Regions from separate parts of the Danio rerio genome. Here region 2 is linked to region 1. The links are chromatin contacts, called in public Hi-C maps. All regions are on one chromosome and are shown on one strand. The core of a region is the stretch at or near the end of the contact, and the rest is flanking DNA. Distances in the headings are between cores, read along the strand shown.

What was found. A called contact is a pair of places that touch in the nucleus more often than the background predicts.
Region 2: a Hi-C map of embryo shows a contact between it and region 1, with 4 times the contacts expected there. The contact joins the promoter of fgf19 here to the enhancer-like site in region 1. A contact is called at or near these places in 5 of 18 Hi-C or Micro-C datasets (caudal fin, embryo and an unstated tissue) and 2 of 4 datasets of contacts at active chromatin or transcription factors (caudal fin and gastrula embryo).

The regions. Positions count from the first base shown.
Region 1 is chr7:69,468,789-69,471,949 of GRCz12tu, forward strand. It overlaps a transcript of ano1a not described here. Among named protein-coding and RNA genes, the nearest start is that of zgc:153993, 39 kb to the left of the region's middle. Within about 2 kb of position 1,518, at least 7 of the 62 cell types and tissues checked have an H3K27ac peak or open chromatin away from gene starts, as enhancers often do.
Region 2 is chr7:69,597,990-69,601,150 of GRCz12tu, forward strand. fgf19 (fibroblast growth factor 19) reads left to right here and starts at 1,548. Exons shown (of 3, transcript NM_001309359.1): 1 at 1,548-1,841; 2 at 3,137-3,161. The coding sequence starts at 1,643. It also overlaps a transcript of ano1a not described here.

The DNA of each region.
Region 1 (3,161 bases), core at 268-2,767:
ACCCACCCTCCTCCTTCCCTTAACCCAACCAATAGTGTTCTCAAAAGCACAGACTGACTCAACCACCCACTTCCCTAAACTCAACTGATAGTTTTCAAAAGCAATCCAGAAAAAATAAAGCCCTCGTGTGATTTTTACCACATTTTCAGATTTAACCACATTCTCACGCTGTTATTTGTCTGTTTAAACACGCACCCAAAAGCCAGACTTTCACTCCGCTTCAAATCGTGTGTACGGAATCTGTTTGCGAAACAGAGTCTATTCATTACTATGGAGTGCGTCAGCTGACAGTCATGCATTATATGACTTTGAGAATTGCATAGGCAAGGTGACGGCACCTGTAATTAAGAGAAAGAGGAATCGCGCCGTTTTTAGATTTATTTCAAAGTGTTTTTGTGCCTAAACAAAGCAAAACCATAGAACAGACTCGCATTTAAGAGCAAGGGGCGGCCCCTGGTGGTTCTGCAGTATGGGTTGCGTATAGGGAGGCTCGACTCTTTAATGTTTCTTGCCACCCTTCAGAGAAACACTGAAATTACGGGAGAAATACGGGAAATACTTTTACGGGATGATAGTGGGATAGAACTGTGAAATCCCCAAAAAAACGGGAGGGTTGACATGTATGCTTAGAGCAGACTGAGGATCCTTCATTGCACATGTGCAAGAAGGAACTTTATGTTCCCAGCACCCTATCATTGTTTTGTGGTTTGTTCTTCCCCAAACCACAGTTGTTAATGCTCCCCACTGCAGACCAGGGGAAACCCACAAGCCATGAATTTTCAGAAAAATTTCTGACCCAGTGCCCTCTAATGCCAATTTGTCGTCAGATCCTGTCTGTTTCTCTGGAATCCAATGTGTTGATTATGTCTGTCATATTGTATGATGTCCGTGTGCCTGTATTTCTGTCCAAATTCACTGTTACTGATATGAAAATAATAAAATCAAGCAAAATCAGAGTCATAAAAGACATTTTTCACTCCATAAAGACATAAGCCCCTGCGTCTCTTGCCATCCGTCATAAGCACAGTCAGCAGTCTAGGGCTCGGTGTCTCACATTTAGACAGGCCTCATAAAGAAGAGTTATTTCCTTGAGGAGGCTGTCATGATTTGTTATGGTCGGGTCTCAGTGGAGGGAACAACTTTTGAGAGGTAACCTTTCTATTGTTTGGGTGAAATGCTAGTGGTTGGTCAAAGGTTATGCTTAGCAGTGACTCAGTGTAAGGCCCCTGTTGAGAGCGACCTCAGTAGTTGTCACTGTCCTTATGGAGCTGGCCCCCCGTGGCCCAACATGCCGCCATCTCTGACGCAACTGGAAAGAGCGAAGGGGGGCACTATGGAAGCCCAGCTGTGGAACCCATATAGACAAACCACATGGACTGGTCGTAGCAGGTTCTTCTGTCTCCAGTTGTCATAAATGGAAAGACCGAGGGTGTGCGTCTTATTCACCACCTACACGGACTTCATTTGTAGAGCTACGGATGGCCTGCTGTGCAATGCATCATCCTTTACACCTATTTAACAACAGGTCAGCTCTGCTTAAGTTAGCTGGGCTGCTATAGTGGCTTATTTTCAAAAGCAACAATAATAAATGAGTCACGGCTATAAAAGAACGTCTTTAAAACGCTTTACGACAAGTTTTATTGGCTTAAAAATGCACTAAGTAACTTTTTGTGCATATTTTACTGACAGATATGACACTTGGACTTTATACTGACATCTGCTGACCAAGAAGCAGCAAATATAACATACAATGCAACATACACTCACTTGCCACTTTATTAGGTATACCTGTCCTACTGCTCGTTAAGGCTAATTTCTAATCAGCCAATCACATGGCAGCAACTCAATGGATTTAGGCATGTAGATGTGGTCAAGACGATCCGCTGCAGTTCAAACTGTGCATCAGAATGGGGAAGGAAAGGTGATTTAAGTGACTTTGAACGTGGCATGGTTGCCAGACAGGCTGGTCTGAGTATATCAGAAACTGCTGATCTACTGGGATTTTCATGCACAACCATCTCTAGAGTTTACAGAGAATGGTCCGAAAAAGAGAAAATATCCATTAAGCGGTAGTTCAGTGGGTGGAAATGCCTTGTCATATAGTGCAAATAATCTCAGACTGGTTTCTTAAACATGGCAATGAGTTCACTGTACTCAAATGGCCTCCACTGTCACCAGAACTCAATCCAATAGAGCACCTTTGGGATGTGGTGGAATGGGAGATTCGCATCATGAATGTGCAGCCGACAAATCTGCAGCTACTGTGTGATGCTATCATGTCAATATGGGCCAAAATCTCTAAGGAATTTTCCAGTTCCTTGTTGAATCTATGTCATGAAGGATTAAGGCAGTTCTGGAGGCAAAAGGGGGTCCAACTCAGTAAGGTATACCTAATAAGCAGGGCCAGACGGAATCTGCGGACGTTTTTTGCTATTTCTGCGGAGAATTTTGGTAAAAATCTGCGGATTTCTGCGGAATTATCTTGGGAGTATCAAGCGGAGTATCATAACTTACACCTTAATATATTAAATAAAAAGTAATAAATTACTGAATAAAACTGAATGAATTCCGATTTACACATTTACTCAAGTAAATAAACAGAATTATTAATGGGCTAAAAATCTGCAGAAATAAGCGGAAAATCTGTGGAAAATCTGCGGAATTCTGCGCGCACAGATTCCGTGTGGGCCTACTAATAAGGTGGCCGGTGAGTGTATAGCTATATACACCAATATAAAACTGCATTTACACACAGACAGTTGTGGAAAGAGTATATGATGAGCATTAGCAATGTTTGATGTGCTATCAGATCCGATGCATATGTCAAACTGTGATGCAATAGACTATCCACTTGTTTATAAAGGAACACTCAACTTTTTGTTTTGAAATAGGTGACTTTTATAGTTTAGTCACCTAGAGTAGAGTATGGCAGGAGCACTTTTATCGTAGCTTAGCACAAATCATTGAATTGGATTATACCATTAGCATCGTGCTCAAAAATGAATCATTTTTGTCAATGAAAGCTTGACTTTTCTGTAGTTACAGCCTACTAAAATACTACAACTTCTCGCTAGAAATGACATAAAAAGTGGAAAACCTTGGTCAAAAATTTATATTTGCACACAAAAAGACACCAAAGGGGATGTGAGTTGGTTTGACAA
Region 2 (3,161 bases), core at 298-2,797, 130 kb after region 1:
CAGTTTAGACCTTAAAACATACACTGTAAAACCCAACAGTAAATTTTATCAAATGGAATAAGTGTAGTTAACTCAAAATTTACTGAAAGTTAATTCTACTCATTTGAAAAGAGTTTTGAACTCAGTGTTGAAGGTAATAATTTAATTAAATACATCATCACTTCAACTTAAATGGTGCAAGTTCACAGTGCTCATATAGATTTTTTTTTAACTCAAATGGTTTGTAGCAATACACAATGTCACAGTACTCAGTTGGTCTGAGTTCTCTTCATTTATTGGGTTTTACTTCGTTCAAATAGCTTCATTTACTCAAATGGACTACATTACTCATTAGGATTAGTGTTTGAACTTAAATGGTTTGTTGCAATCGGTTTCCTCAAATGGTTTGAATTACAATAACTTTGGGTTTTACAATGTACGTAAGTGCACCTCTTGACATTTATGAATAAATGAAAGTGGCCGTTAATGTTTATTTTAAAGTTTCTTTTGCATGTAGTTCCCCCCTCTTCTTTGTTATGAATGAATCAATCCAAAAGTCCCAGTAAAACAATAAATAAATTCTACAGTGCAACGAATTCACAGCGCCATCCAGCGATCATTACTATGAATTGAACCCTACAGGCAGCATTTTCATGAATGGAAATATTTACTCTAAATTATTCTTTAACTTCTCAGAAAATCCTGCGAGTTCAGCAATTCACATAACAGGCACAATACGTTAAAAACCAAACAAGTTTAAATCTATATACGTATGTGCGTAAAAAGTGTCAAAAGCTTAAAGTTTAAACTTGCGGCTTACAAAAGGCGGCACTAATTTTGTTCACAAATTATTTTCATTTTTTTATTTATGAAAATGTAGATAAATATAGATTCAATAAAATTTGTAGTTTTAGCAAGATTTTGTGGGATTTAATTGTATGTAGGTTATGCAACTGTCCGGTGATTGCAAAAGAAAAAAGTTAATAAATCAAATTAAACATAAAACAAAAATAAGAAAATTATAGAAAAAAATAGAAAAAAAGAAAAGGCTAATAACTTGATATGACTTTATAATAAAAAACATATTTAATACGAGTTCGTCATAACTTATTTTATTAGCAATTGTTTTTACGTATTTCGGTACTTTTCATTTAAATTGAAATCCCCGTATCTTTAGAAAATGTTTGTTATAAATGTTTTTGTAGATTTTTAAATTAACATTTAAATATGGACAAACAACGAGTTTTAACTAAAGTTCTTAACATCCTTATGAATATAGAGAAGAAATACGCTAATTAATGCATTTTTTTATCAGACGCAGTATAAGAAAAGTTTAATGCATGCATGCATGTAAGGCACAAGTTTAAACATTGGTTATTTTGTGAGATGCATGACAGATGCATCATAATGAAGCATTTATAGACTAAAATTGTCTAATTTATTGCGTCTTGGCCGTCTGTTGGATGTCCAGCGGGGTGTGTAACTTTCTTCTCAGAACTGCCAAAGGGGGGAAAAAAGCTTATCGATTGATCTGATAAGAGGACAATTTAAAGGCCAGTCGCAGAGCTTTGCGCCAAAACAGAGCAATACACAGGAGATAGTGTGTGTGCATGCTTCCTATCAGAACAAGACGGTCTTTAATTACTGCAGATAATACTTAATAATGCTCCTCTTACTCTTTGTCACTGTTTGTGGAAGTATCGGCGTGGAGAGCCTCCCGTTGCCCGACTCTGGTCCACATTTGGCAAATGACTGGAGTGAAGCCGTCCGGCTACGACATCTGTACGCAGCCAGACATGGCTTACATCTGCAAATAAACACAGACGGAGAAATCAGTGGATCACACATGCAAAGCTCGGACAGTAAGTGACCGCAGCTCAAAATCACTGTCATAGTTAACTCAGCACTTTAAGTATATGAGCCAGGCAGGAAGGATGTCCAAGATGAAAAAGACTTGAACTATTTTTTAAAGCACAATTTTATAGTAGTCGATTTCTTAAAAGTTTATTCATGTTGTCTTTACAAAAATGCGTAAAAATGTCAAGTGGTGCAACCGTCAATAAAAAAAAAATAACAATAATAATAATACAAAAAAACACGTGGGTGTAGCCTGAACGTCTTAAAAATATTGTTTATAAAACGTGTTTTCCCATGTACATATATAGATTATTGCATTTACATTAGGCTAAATTGTCGGTAAATTGTTAGTGACCTATAACACGCGTGGAATAGATATCATTATAGAGCGTAATTGAGTCAAACTTATGTACTTTTTGTTGAATGCAATGCTCAGCAAATGAGCACACCCCATTTTGAAAACGAATATTTTTATCCATTTCTCAGTGAATATAGGTCATATATTTGGGTGCATTTGAACAAAACAGATTTATTAAACGGATATATGTATTATAATAATATTTTAGTCACCGAACGTCTTCAAAAATAGAATAATAATACATTTAAAACATATCCCTGAAAATACTACGTAAATTTCAAAAAAAGCTTTGATAAAAAAAAAGGTAAAATATTTTTCCCTAACATATAGCCTACATTTGGGCTACTAATTTTTGGGCCGGTATCATAAGTTTTTTTTGTTTTTTTTTTTGTTTTTTTAGATTAGCTCTAGATTTGGCTTCAGTACTGACTAAACTTATGTATATGCACAAAGATAATACGATAAAGCATCCTATAGAAAATCTTAATTTAAATGAGAGATTTGTGAGAGGTGTGCTTATATATGCCTAAAGATTTATCATATTTATGAAGCATAAGATGTTCCCAAACATTGTTTTAATTGATTTTTATCCATAGTTACAGACATTTTGACTTGAACAAATTTATCAAAAACAATGAAAATTTTGGTCAGAGAAAAAGTAACTCGAATCATTAATTTTTTGTTACGTATTATTTTTACAACACAAACACTCACGTCTTGCCGTTACCTCACAAGTCATTGATGTTCTTCTGCAAAACGCATATGCATTTTCTAGTTTAATGCAAATAAATATTTTAGGAATTTGCACATGTAACCTAAACGAGCATTAGGATCACTCTATCCACGTTAAATCTGCCGCCAAACAGTGTGTAAAATTCGTTTCTAGCTTTCATCATTTCATACATTATTACATTCTATAATATCTTTTTTTTTCCTCTAAAGGTTTGATGGAGATATGGCCGGTGGA